2 separate regions of the Mus musculus genome follow, and region 1 is linked to region 2. The links are chromatin contacts, called in public promoter capture Hi-C maps. All regions are on one chromosome and are shown on one strand. The core of a region is the stretch at or near the end of the contact, and the rest is flanking DNA. Distances in the headings are between cores, read along the strand shown. Region 1 holds the start of Exo1 (exonuclease 1). Region 2 overlaps Fmn2 (formin 2).

Region 1 (6,344 bases), core at 1,754-4,253, 1.2 Mb before region 2:
GCAGAAGGAAGGAATCTAGAGGCAGGAAATAGAAGGTGGGAGTTCCCGGAGGAAGCAAGGATTCTGGGACAGAGTCAGGCATGGGGGATTCACTCAGGAACACGAAGGACAGAAACATGAGAGCCAAGCAGAGGTAACCAGCCAAGTAGCCCAATACAACAAAGGGATGATTAATATACAAGCTAGTTGGCGCACAGCCAAAGCTCATGGCCAAGGTATTTGTAAACATAATTATAGTCCCAGAGTTGGTATTTCAGGAGTTTGGGAACAGGAGAAAAAATCCCCACTCTTTCAGGAGATAATATTCAACTTTTGTCTGTCTGTATCCTGCCACTATGCCTTCTTACTAAGACCAAACATCAGACCTGTACCACAGAAGAAGTCTGGCAATGCTCTAAGCACATGCTCTTATTAAATGCTAGTATTTATTGAAACAATGACCGGAGAAACAAAGGTGAAAAAGAAAAAGGACTGAGGTGCTGTGGATATCGCCCAGTTCATAGACGTGCTTGCTTAGCATGCATGATGCCCTGGGCTCAGTCCCTGGCATACAGGAAGCTGGGCAGTGGCGGCACAATGGATTAGACTCCTCCTCCAGGTCATCCTTGGCTATAGCAAATCCCCGGCCAGCCTGAAATACCTGGGGCTGACCCAAAAACAGAAAGCATACCATTCTAGCTCTCAAACCAAGTGATATACACTGCAAACTCACCTATCTGTAGGTTCCCCTTTGGCTAGCTTTTCAGCACAAGCAATAGCCCCTTTGTGAAGCCAACAGTAGGTATCCACAGCCACTGCCTGTCCTTTGTACTTCTTCACGTTGACAGGTTCAGAAGCTTCTTGGATGAACTGAAGTAACCCTTGAATCCCCATCGTGCCAAGTTAACTACATGAAGGAAAAAGGGAGGAGAGCAACATGAAACCAAGGCTGATTTACCAAAAAGCTTTAGAAATTCAGTGTGGAGTCTAGCACCGACAGTAACATTTAGCTAATGATTGGCCTTCTCTCGGGCAACTTCTGTAGCTCAGAACTTCATTAATCACCAACACTCACCTGAACACCACTGGGGAGTTCCTTCGTGGTTATTTGTTTCCAAAAATGCTTCCATACTTACAATCCTAACGTGGGCTCTTATCTCTCTTAACACTTGGACTCAGACATTAAAACTGAGTCTCTCCTTTCATAAAAAGAGGACTATGAGCCTATAACACTGCATGCTATGGTATCATATTCACCCCTATATTAAAGGGGCGCATCCAAAGTTCAGTGTAGAAACTCCAAAGTTTGGAGAAGGACAGACATTTCAACTGAAAAGCATGTCAGCAATCCCACACTACCAGAATGGTTTATTCCAAGCAATACCCTGGTAATTAGCCATGGTGGCATCTAGGGGAAATTTCATCAGATTCATTGAAGGCTATACCAAAGACACATGAAGCCGTGTTTGATGTGCAAAACAGCTTCAAGAAACAAACAGTTATAATTTCCATTCCCTTCTAGGTCCTTACATGGAAGTCCTGGAGATGGCAGCCCCTTCAAAGCAACTAACACCCCCCCCCACCCCACCCCCGCCTTCCTACTCCAACTCCAGCAGCTGCTTGCCACTTCCCAATACAGTATTACCATCTAAGATCAGGTATTTGTATTAGGGAGTGTGTGCATGTAATGAGTGTGTGGGTACATCCATGCAGAGCCCAGAGCAAGGCATTGGGTGTCTTCCTCTATTGCTACCTGTCTATCACCTTGAGGCAGGGTGTTACGGAACCAACTAGGCCCAATGAGGTCTTGGGATCTGCCACCTCTGCCTCCCAATCTCTGCAGTTACCAGCAGGCTCAGGCACAGGGGGTTTTAATGGGGAGGGGGCTGGGGGGAGGATTCTAACTTAGGTCCTCATGGTTGCAAGAGCAAAGGCTATTACCCTCTGCAACTATTCTTTCTGTGTATGATGCATGCGTGATGGAGTTTGAATCGGAGGATGTGAAAGGCAGTCCACCTTGTTTGTTTGAGCTGCGTCCACCAGGCTAGTTAGGTCTTAGGCTGAGCTCTCTGGGATTTTCCACTCTTACCTTCCCCTCTCTCAGCAGTGAGGTCACAGGGACAGGCACCTGATTCAACAGACCTAAGATCATGTTCTTAAAGACTATGGGATAAGCCAGAGGTGCCCTGTTGACACCACAGGAAAGTGGCCATGCCCTTAGCTAGCAGCCCTGACACTTGAGAGATTCATTTACCTTTAAGGTCATGCCCATTAACTATGAATCCCTAAAGGGGGGCATGAACCCGTAATTTTAAACATCAGCCAATTTGGGTGCAGGTGGGTCTGTGTAAAACGAGTCCACTACGTTTAAAAGACAACGTCTCTAAAACATGATTTCGTGCATGCTGGGGGGGGGGGGGGTTGGGGTGGGGGAGGGACATAATTACATTTCGTGAAATTTCCTTAAGTTTCTTTCTTCTAGGCCAACTAAATCTCGAATAAATATTTCCTCTTTAGTATAGAAGTGACTGAGTGCCATGTGGCGCATCAACACCAGAAGGTCGCCGGTGGTACCCGAGGTAACAGCAGCAGCGGCTTCACCTTAGTCCCGTCTCCCGAACGAACAGGCATAGCACACAAGTCCATTCCAGGCGCCGTGGCTCCTCAAACCTGCACAGGAGAGAGCATATACAAAGGGAATTCATCGCTAGGTACGAGTGTTGGTAAGGACACACGTCAGCCCGCCTCTGCGGAAAGCGGGAGACCCGGAGGCCGAGGCAGTCGCCTGCAGGCGCTCCACGCTCCCGCTCACTTCCCGGAGATCCGGGTTTCGCGCCGAGGGGCAGAAGGCACGTGGATCAGAGTCATGGGGACCCCACTTTCCTCCACACGGCCCGCTGCTCCAGTGACCGCCCGGCCGCCCGCATAGGGGCTCGCTCGCTCACCTGGGGTTCAGAACGGCGGCGAGCGGCTGCTGCAAGCGCAGCCATGGACCTTTCGATTTGCGCGGGATCGGGAAGCCCCGCCCAGCGGACATGACGTCCCTGGGCGTCCTGAGCCGCAGCCTCCACCTCCCGCTTTCTATGACCCGACTTTCCTCTTAGCCGAGTCCTGAGCCCTTCCTTGCAAGGTAGGAAGTCCGCCGCCAATGGCCAATGCCATCTCGAACTCGGCGACGCTAGAAGCGAAAAGTCGGCTTGTTTGTGAGAGAAGTGGGGTGGTGGTAAGGGAGGGGGCAAGAGAAACTCTAGGCCCGGAAGTTGCGCTCTCGCCGGTGCTGCTGGGAGTTGTAGTTCTCCCTTGACCAAGCCACTGGATCCAGGTACATGCGTGCTAAAGAACTCCCAACTTGGAGTCAAACATATTTTGTTATTTTAAACCCGGAAAAGGAGCCCAGTTCATAGTTGCTTAATTCCAGGCCAACACCACAGTCTTTCGTCTCCGAAACATCCTCACCTCTATGCAAATTGAAGTTTTGTACAAAGCTTTCATGTTGCTATAGTTTGATTATAGTCTGCGCTTACCCACTTTATTCATTATATGGCTTTATCCCTGATACGAGTTGGGAAAATGTTATCCTTATAACTAAGAAACAAAATGGCCCAATGGTTCAAGTTATTAAACCCTGTATATTGTTGGTTGTATTGGGTCACATTTCCTAGTGTTATCAAGGAAAGAAAACCCCTCTAGTTTCTCTTCTTAATGGACTTTTAAAAACTTACTAATTTTAGAAGTCACACAGCCGGACTGTACATAATTTAGTCTCTTACTGTCTTTGCCCCAGCAGACTCCTCTGACTGAAGCTATCTAAGTGTGAAATTGAAAGACTCCGAGAGGAGCCCCTCGCTCAGGCCTCAGGACAATAGCGGACACCCAAGAACTCATGAGAGACCAAGCTTGATGCAAACCACATGAGGCTTTATTCGGGGAAAGCTAGAGCTCTGGGGACGACTCACATCCCACGCAGGAGTAGAGGAGTCGACCCTGAGGGGAAAGGGGTCTCAGTTTTTATAGGCCCTGGGGGGAAGGAGAAGGGGGGAGTAGGGGATTTCCAGATCTAAACAATGTCTATTCTCAAGAAATGGGTATGGGAGGGGTACAAGGAAAGAGTCTGGTGCAGGTGTAGCAACTCCGGATTGGCTGGGCTGTGGTTGCTGGGGAGATTTTCTGACTCTCCCAGCAACCAATATCACAAACACCTGGCAGTGAGGTGCAGCAGTGGGCACACACATGGGTTCAAGGAATGGTCAAAACATTGGCAGACACACAGGTTCAAGGAGTGGCCAGAGCATTGTGCACCTCTATTTTTTCTAAATCAGTGAAGCTAGTTCTGCTAACAGTGACATCAATCTTGCCAATTTCAGGGCTTCTGTGACCTTTTACATTCTGTCAGGATCTTTTAAAATAAGAATCTTCCCTGCCCATGTCTGTAAAAAAAAAAGCTTTTCTCTCTCTTGCCCTCCATGTAAAGATACCATGTGTGATCCTCTCTGCTCTCTGGGTTCACCTTTAATATCCTAACAATTCAGTGACAAATTAGTTATTCTCCAGGAAAGGAACTCAAAAGATGCACGATGGTATTATCTGTTGTGTTACCTTTCTTTAAACTTACAGAACCCCAAACATCCATTAATATATAAGTACTAATTAACACAGAGTACCTGGTGCACTGGTAAGGCGGACTACTACCCCAGTGATATGTTCCCCCAGCAAATCCCTAGATCATATTCGTGACTGCAGCCCCAAGGAGGCTGGGCTTTGTTGGGGAGCTACACCATCATTGGTTTTCAAGTAAATCTTTTTCTTTGCCCAAACAAATTGACTTTAAGTCATTAGACTTTCTGAAAGAATGTGGATTTACAGTTATAGAAAATGCCCAGATCTGGCTAATGTCCTCTTTTCTTTGTTATATTGTGGTAAAACACACACACACACAATATATCTTTCTATCTATCTGAATGAAAAATTTTAAATGTATATTTAAAATATGCATATTTTATAGCTCATAGAAGCAGAAGGATAATCATTTAATATATTAAGAAGCCTGCATGTGCCAGGCAATGGTGGCTCATGCCTTTAATCTCAGCACTTGGGAAGCAGAGGCAGGTGGATTCCTGAGTTCGAGGCCAGCTTGGTCTACAGTGTGAGATCCAGGACAGCCAGGGCTACATAGAGAAACCCTGTCTCAAACCAAAACCAAACAAACAAAAACAAAAAGCCTGAATGTATTTGCATGAAAAAGGAAAAAAAATCAGAGTTAAGAATGGAGATATTGGGCCTGAGAGATGGCTGAACAGTTTATAGCTGGCTGCTTTTCCAGAGTACCTGGGTTCAATTCTCAGAATCCACATGGTGACTCACAACTGTTTATAACTTCAGTTCCCAGGGGGTCTGATGCCTCTTCTAGTCCACTAGATACCAGACATCTATGAGGTTTATAGACATACTTGTGCTGGACATGCTGGGGCTGGAGAAATGTCTCAGTAGTTAAGGAGGACCTGAATTTGATTCCAGCACCAATAATGGATGGCTCACAACCACCAATAACTCCAACTCCGGGGGATCTGACTCATTTGGCCACTCTGGACACTCACACACACTCCCACTCTCTCACACAAACACACACACTTAAAAATAGTATAATTTATTTTATAAAGCCGGATATCCAAAGACAGGTTTGGAACGCTAGCACCAAGGAGACTGAGCAGCAGCAACAGCAGCAGGAGGAGGAGTTTGAAGTCATCTTGAGCTGCATAGTGAGACCTCGTGCAGAAAAGAGGCCTTGACAACCTAATGGAAGAGGATGGACAGAGAATCCAAAGAGGGATCTGCAAAATAAATGGAAATAAGGGATAAATGCACATCTATTTCCCAGTAGCAACTTAGGTCAACTTCTTAGCATTCATAGAGATAAAATGTAAGAGGAGATGGTGGTAATATTTATACCATTCATATAGTGAAAATAGTTTTACCAAAAAAACATCTTGGATTTGGAGGGAGCACGAAAAGGCACTCTCCTAAGTGCTGGTGGTTTGAATAATCCTTTCCTGCAGGACAATCTGGCAGTGCATACAAAGACCGTAAAAGAGAAAAGATGATAAAACGCTTTAATTCTGCAAGTAGTCTTCAAGGAATGTATCCTAAGAAGATTGATGTTTTAGAGGATAAAAATATAAGTGTGTCCATCATTTACAATAAAAACAAACACAGGTATCCAACAGCAGGTGGAAAGTTAAGTCAGTCTGGCCCACCCACAATGAAAGAATATAAAATATGACATTAATGCAGAAGAATGCTCAGGAAGTCATGATAGAGAAGAAGCACCACATATTTCATTTCCATGAACTGTACAGGCAAACTTAACA
Region 2 (6,990 bases), core at 1,368-3,867:
GCCTATGCAACCTCTGAAATATTCCCTAAAAGACTACTCTTAAATGGATCTCCAGGTCCTCTCAGTTCCAAACTCTCCATAAACAAAGGACAGCAGTATACCTCAGAGACCCTCACACTTACACCCATTTTACAGAAACAAGTTATAGGAAGATGGCTTAGTCAGTGAATATGAAGAACAAGATGACCCACACTGGGACTCTTAGAACCCACATTAATACTGGCCATGGATCTTAGTAACCCTCATACTGAAGAAGGGAAGATGCAAACCCGCTGGGTTACTACTCATCTAGTCAAGCCAATCAATACAATCAGAGAGCTCCAGGTTCAGTGAGAGATCCTGCCTCAAAGACTAAGGTAAATATGATGGAAAGCAATAGAGAAAGACATGAAATGTTGCTATGTGGCTTCCATATGCATGAGCACAGCCATTCATAGACACACCATGTCCTTCCATGGAGATTGGGAAATAGCACAAATGTTACTTTAGCTCTCACTGGGCCCATAGAATTCCCTAAATACTATAGACACACACACACACACACACACACACACACACACACACACACACACACACACACACACACAGTGTGCAAAGAAAGACTGAAGCAAAATGCAGGGGTCTGTACATGTAGATTAACTATGAGGTAAATTCTCAGTCTTTCCCAGGGAGGCTTCATTCCTTCAGCCAGCCTGTGGGAATCCTACCAGATGTTTAGTTTGGCATTCTTTATGTACTCACATACACAGGCTCCTGACTATTTCAAGTAATTTTTAATGATGTTAAGCCTATCTATGTTAAATGAAGTATAAATCAATGCCTTGTTTATGAATACCACATAAAAGAACAGCAGCCTGCTACCCATATTTTTAAGGTTCTATATCTTTAAAATGCTCCCCTCATTTCAGTCCACAATTTATATTCACAAAGGTGTTTTAACTTACAAAAATAAAAAAATAAAAAATTGCAGTTTTCCTGAAATTACCAGAGACTTATATCTATATTCTAAAATCCACACATGGATGCAAAACATGGGTCTGCAACTGGTCAGCCTTGTGTCTCATGCAGAGACTTTGTAGGCTCCTTGGGCCTCAGATTTTTCAGAAGGAAAATGGGTTCATATATGGCCATGTTGTTATAAAGAATAGAGATAACAGCTCTACTCTGTGGAATAATCTGCCAAAGTTGGTATTCAAAATTAAAAGGGTTGATGTGAAAGCAGAAGGGTCCTATTGGATGGAGGATAGGGCCAGAGGGAGTGGGGAGGGAACAGAAGTGAGGGGTGAGGATCAACAAAGAAGGTAGGGAAACGCCTGTGTGAAACATTGTCACGTCAGCTTAAAAACCAGTAAACATGTTTATATATCATAGCCTAAGGTCAGTCGCTGTGCCACTGGAGATATATTTGTTCTTTTAAAACAAAATATATGTTAAAAAACCTGAGTACATATTTCTTACTTCCGTTTAGAAGGACAGCACGCAAGAACCAAAGGCAAGGCCAGCAGAGCTAATCCTGTTACACATTGGAAGAACTACAGGGAAACAAGCACTTTTCAAGTTAGTGGGCAGTCTACAAAAAGATCCGGAAATTCATCATCAGTAATAAACCCTGAAGGTTCCTCCACAAAATGATAATGCTGTCATGACCTGTTCTCTTTGATTACTATAAAAACAAAAAAAAAAAAAAAAAAAACAAAAAAAAAACAAAACAAAAAAAAAAAACTGTAAGATGACGTCATAGGATCATTTCCTTAACGGGTCAATGACAGTCATCCCAGAAGCATCCTTTGCAAGATCAGCAAAGTATGCAATTAATAGGAAATAGTTGCATCCATCTACAAGGGAGAGAGTATACATTGCTGAAAACACCAAGCACTCATTCAGGGAACAAATATTCAGACTTCAAAATTTAACCTTGAGATTCATCCTAAGCCTGAAGATAGAGTGGCAAAGTTGGCAGCTATAGCCCCTCCCCTTGCAGACTTTATATCACTCTTCCCCTTGTAGGCTTCTTAACAATTAAAATAGTATATTGCTTAAAAGGAAAAAGAGTGCATTTTTGAAGATTCAGTTTTTTTAAAATTCACCTTCGTTGAGTCCATCTTCCCTTCTTAGGGAATTTTTTGATGGTTGGGCTTTGTTTTAAAGTAAAGGCAGCAAAAGGCAAGAATTCTAAATGTTTTACACATAGGCTACAGACTGGCTGGCTGGGAAGAAAGAAATCAGTGTGATATACAACCCAAGAGAGGTACGTGCCAAGCAAACTTGCATACAGGGGGGTAAAGACGTACGTTTCTGATTAAGGCAGTAGGCTGCATATAGGCCTTGTTTATAAGAACTGTACAAGTTAAATTATTGGAGAACAAATGCATTTTGTTTGAGTCAGAGTGTCGCCTTCTTGTCTAGGCAGAGGGAAAAATGGATACCAAGACTGTAATCCTTCCCGAATAAAATCTTTAAACGCAAACCTGATTGCACTGTAGACTGTTTAATCTGGTGATATTGTGTTTCATTTCTGGTTTTGAAGAGGTTTGTTGATCGGACCATAGTGGGTCTGACTCCATGCTTATCTCAACTGTTTAGATAAGACATATTTGACTTTGGCAGGTGACAAAATCTAGGGTGTGGAGTAAGAGGTAGAAAAACCGCGGCTGGCAAGTTCCCAGGTAGTGTTTATTTTAAGCATAGTGTATGGATGAGTAAATTGCCTCAGACAACGCACTGGACTGTGTGTAAAACACCCACTGTCTGCTGAATGTTTTCCGTAAAGGAGCACTGCACAATGTCCTTTATTGGGCATAACAGATTTCACCTTCTTGCTTAGGTAAACATTTACACTCTTGTAAAAGCAAGCTCAGTGAGGTCCCCTGAAAATAGGACCCTACCTCTGAGATTCCTTTTTTTTTTTTTGCTCCTGTTTTCTAACATACACTTTTTAAAACTAAGAGTATTAAATTTTCTTTTGAAAGTAAACATCTATATTGCCCAAGAAATATATGATATGTCTTACATAACTTAAAACAATTTATAGTGTAAAATAACTTATACACTATAAATATTCATATATTTCAGTCTAATTTTACATATATATACATATATATATGCATATATAGTCATCTCACTTGAAAGGAAATTACAAGCAGAAAAGCTTGAGTTTATAAACACAATAATTAAAATTTTAGAGACAAGAACTTCTTTCAATATAATTCATCTAAATAGTTGTCAGAGGAGTGATGTCAGTGAATTTTATCATTTATATTTTATCTCGACAGACACATTGCGGGAGGGAAAGAAAGTAAGGAATACAGACAATGCAAGTTGCAAAATCATAAGAAAATAATGAAAACTTAGCTGAAAATTGTCAATGTACAACTAAGAACTTCGAGAGCTAGACATGGATGTTAATCCTTTGGCCATCTACAGAGGTGAACCCATCTAACTCGTGCTTAGTACCTACTTTTTCAAAACAATAAACCTATAATCATCTTAGCAGCTGTGTGATAGGCTATCATATTAGCTGCTTTGCATGGATGTTAACAAAATGCTCAAAGGAAAGACAGAGGAAGGATTTCTTTATCTCGTGGCTTCAGAGGGCCAAATCATCCTTGCTGACCCCGTGCACTTGCAAAGAACATCATAGTGGTGGCACTGTGCACTAGGTGAGAGGCTTCATCATGGGCTGGGTAGTAAGGAAGGAGTGGGGGTGATGGACTGGTGGAATAAAGAAGGCAAAGGAGGCAGTAGGAATGAAGAAACCATTGGCCTTCAATGCCAACCTTTTCTTTTGTTAGCAGATAAGGGCTAGTCTAATAACAAAATGAAGCATCTTAATGTACTCAAAAGTTCAAATGAACATATTTCACTAGTAGGATCAAAGTCTCTAACACAGTCTTTCGAAAAAATCCTTACTTGATAATTTCATACCTCTATACAATGTATAACATCAGTGACTGAATTTCCTCTCCACTTCCTCCCAGATGCCCACAGCCCACAACCCTGTACTAAACTCACATTCTGTCTTCATAGTCCACTGAGTTTAGTCAGGGCTACCCTTGTGTGCATGACTGTAGGGCCATCCACCAGGTCATGGGCAATCTAATAGGGGCCACTTCCCTGAAGCAAACTGACACCCCTATTTCAGCGGGTCTCATCTGCCCAGGTTCCTTAGCCATAACTGGTATTTTCGTGAACCCCTCCCCATTTACGGTGAGTTTCTGCATGGTTAGATCTTGTATTGGTCAAGCTTAGCCACTGTGAGTTCATGAGTGCAACAGTCTCGATGTACCCAGAAGACAGTTTCCCATGAGCCCTCCCTAACTTCTAGCTTTTATAATCTTTCTATCCCATCCTGGGAATTGGTATGGAAGTCTGCCATACTCACCTTCCTCTCTCTGTCTTCAGCATATGGTGTGTCACATCTGATCATAACTAGAGTCCCCAAACCAGACAGATGATGTGACAGCTCCTGACGACAGAAGGGACTTTAGAGCCAATCCTTCAGGCTGCCCATCAAGTGACTGTGTTAGATAATGTACACATCAGGTCTTTCCTTTCCATGTCTTGATCTCTGCCTTGTCTCTTTCTCCTCCCTGATCCAATCACACCTATACAATTCAAGCTCACTCAAGCCCAACACTACATTTTATATATTGCTGCCTTCAGCAGAATACACTGGCTTTACAATAAAGAACTATGGAAGAAAACAACCAGGAACCATTTTTTTCCAGCTTAAGCCTTTGATATAATCATGGAGTAGAGACTTTTCAGAGACAGTCCAAGCCTAGAGCATAGCCCAGGATCTAGATCTCCCCAGTATGCAGCATAGCTTCGCTGTTTGCTGATTCTAGACCTTGTGCATCTCTGCCTGGAATTTTATGAAGAGAAGTAAATTGCCTACATCACAGAGTGGTTGCTAGCATGCACAGTAATGGAGGGTATCAACCATTATTATCAATTCAAGCCATTAAATAAAAACCAGCATGTGTTGGGCCTGGCAGATGATCTCCTTCTGCATTCCTCTCAACTCAGATTAACAACTTAATTCATACAGCCACCACACTGTGATTAACAAAGCTAGCAAGCGCTCTCTTAAGTTCTCCCAATTCCTGTGAAGAGCCTAGTGTTGCTCTCTAGTGGCTCAATCATGGGTGGACACGATTCTTCTACAATCCATTGCAAAAGCAACAAAAGTCATAACAAGACCTTGGGATTGTGGTAATTCATGGCAGGTCTCTCTATACAATTTCTTTTCTTAGCCATGTACCAACAATAGTCAGATTGAAACTTAATAAATTTAAATTTAATTATATAGGATGCTAGCCTAGGGTCCATCTCAGAATTTAAACCATAAATAAAACCTTAATTAATTAGTCTTAAAATTTATAAACTGGATTTGGTTTGAAAACACTACAGGAAGTGTTTGGGGGCGGGAAACATATATTATTGAGAGGAAGATGCAAGGCCATTAGCAACATAAGCGAAAGTTTCACCACAGTCCTGGCATAAGATAACATGCCATTACATCACCGTGGTGTCTTAATCTGATGGCAGCACACTGAGCCTCAGGAAACAGCTGTGGTGGCATTTCTAGAAAGTACCTTGTAGGAATAGGACATTTGTGGCTCACTAAAGAAAAGGTAGAATAAGGTTCTCATTTATGGTCCCTCATCTAGCGTTCTCAGATCTTGAGGTAGTAGAGTCAAGAAGCCCTGCAAGCATCCTGAGCATGGACTCGCTGAAGAAACACTTGTCCAAATGCAGAGAACATGGAAGAAGCCAGTTTTGACATACACACATGATTTGAATCCCCAGCTATTTGGGGTTTTAGTAATGCTACCAAAAATGAGTTACACAAAATAACAATCCAAACCCCACCTTACCTCAAGGATTATACAAAAGGACTGTGGTAGTGCCAGTCACTCCTTCACAAAGAGTGGCTGAAGAATGTGTTTGTGCTGTGCGTGCTGCACTCACATCTGCATCCTGCTCCCATGGCTGTCCACCCTGGTCCAGGGCATTCAGCTATCACATGATGGTTGTAGCAAGCAATGAAGCTTTCCAGGGATATGAAGGACGTAACCTTCAGCAGGCTCTGAGCTTAGATTCACAGAGCAAAAAATTCTACAGTAGAGCAAAAGTAAATACCAATCCGTGATACATAGCTCACGTAGGAAATGCAGCAAAGAGAAAGAACACGGGTTCACAGCTTAGCAAACTTCAAGTTTTATGTTCCTTCAGCCCATAAAAGTATAATCAAGAAGTCCAACTGTCTGAGTATCACCAAAAAAAAAAATTATATATATATATATATATATATATATATGTGTGTGTGTGTGTGTGTGTGTGTGTGTGTGTGTGTGTGTGTGTGTGTGTGTGTATGTGTATGTGTGTGTGTGTATTTATATAAAAGTCATCTTTGGGGCTTTGTGCTGAGCCTGTAAGAAAAGACTTAACAGACTTAACAATAACTATTTTCCCTTGACTTAATAATCTATGCATAACTTAAAATGATGTATGAGGTCTTTCTCTTTGTGAGAAATAACTCTGGGTAATGAACTTTAGTTTAAATTAAAGCATATTCTGATATTGAATTTCGGAAAGTAGGTTTTAATGAAAGCATACTATCTCACATGTCTTTTTCCCCATCCACTACAAGGCTGCGATTGATGAAAAGGTTACCGTGGGCGCACTGCGGCTCACTCACCTCTTCTCAAATTTCTATTCCTAGCTGACTTTGCATTTCAATGAGAGCCATTCACTGCACCGTCCAACAGCATTTACGGCGATTTTAATGTCTCAATAAATATAATAAACAGGTCTTAAAAATCTATATCCCATGTGAGCAAAAACACTTCAGGGTTAGAAAACGAAGGAGGGGGCATGAAGCAATGTCTAAGAAAAGCCTTGTAAACCTCAGTTTCATCAAGCAACCAGACACTGCAAAACCTAGTGGGAAAACACAACATTATCCGCACTGAACCCAATTTTTTT

The links. Promoter capture Hi-C pulls out the DNA fragments that hold promoters and counts their contacts.
Region 1: a promoter capture Hi-C map of pre-B cells shows a contact between it and region 2, with 5 times the contacts expected there. The contact joins the promoter of Exo1 here to the enhancer-like site in region 2. A contact is called at or near these places in 8 of 39 promoter capture datasets (3T3-L1-derived adipocytes, the C10 cell line, cranial neural crest and 4 more) and 3 of 115 datasets of contacts at active chromatin or transcription factors (embryonic limb bud, large pre-B cells and pro-B cells).

The regions. Positions count from the first base shown.
Region 1 is chr1:175,877,437-175,883,780 of GRCm38.p6, reverse strand. It overlaps Exo1 (exonuclease 1), which reads right to left and starts at 3,003. Exons shown (of 15, transcript NM_012012.4): 1 at 2,925-3,003; 2 at 2,581-2,649; 3 at 713-886. The coding sequence starts at 873. It overlaps Gm36360 (a long non-coding RNA gene), which reads left to right and starts at 3,026. Exons shown (of 3, transcript XR_373723.2): 1 at 3,026-3,109.
Region 2 is chr1:174,655,293-174,662,282 of GRCm38.p6, reverse strand. All of the region lies in intron 7 of Fmn2 (formin 2), which reads right to left. Among named protein-coding and RNA genes, the nearest start is that of Gm51689, 98 kb to the left of the region's middle. Within about 2 kb of position 2,617, at least 10 of the 459 cell types and tissues checked have an H3K27ac peak or open chromatin away from gene starts, as enhancers often do. A contact at or near this core is called in pro-B cells, where this site is marked.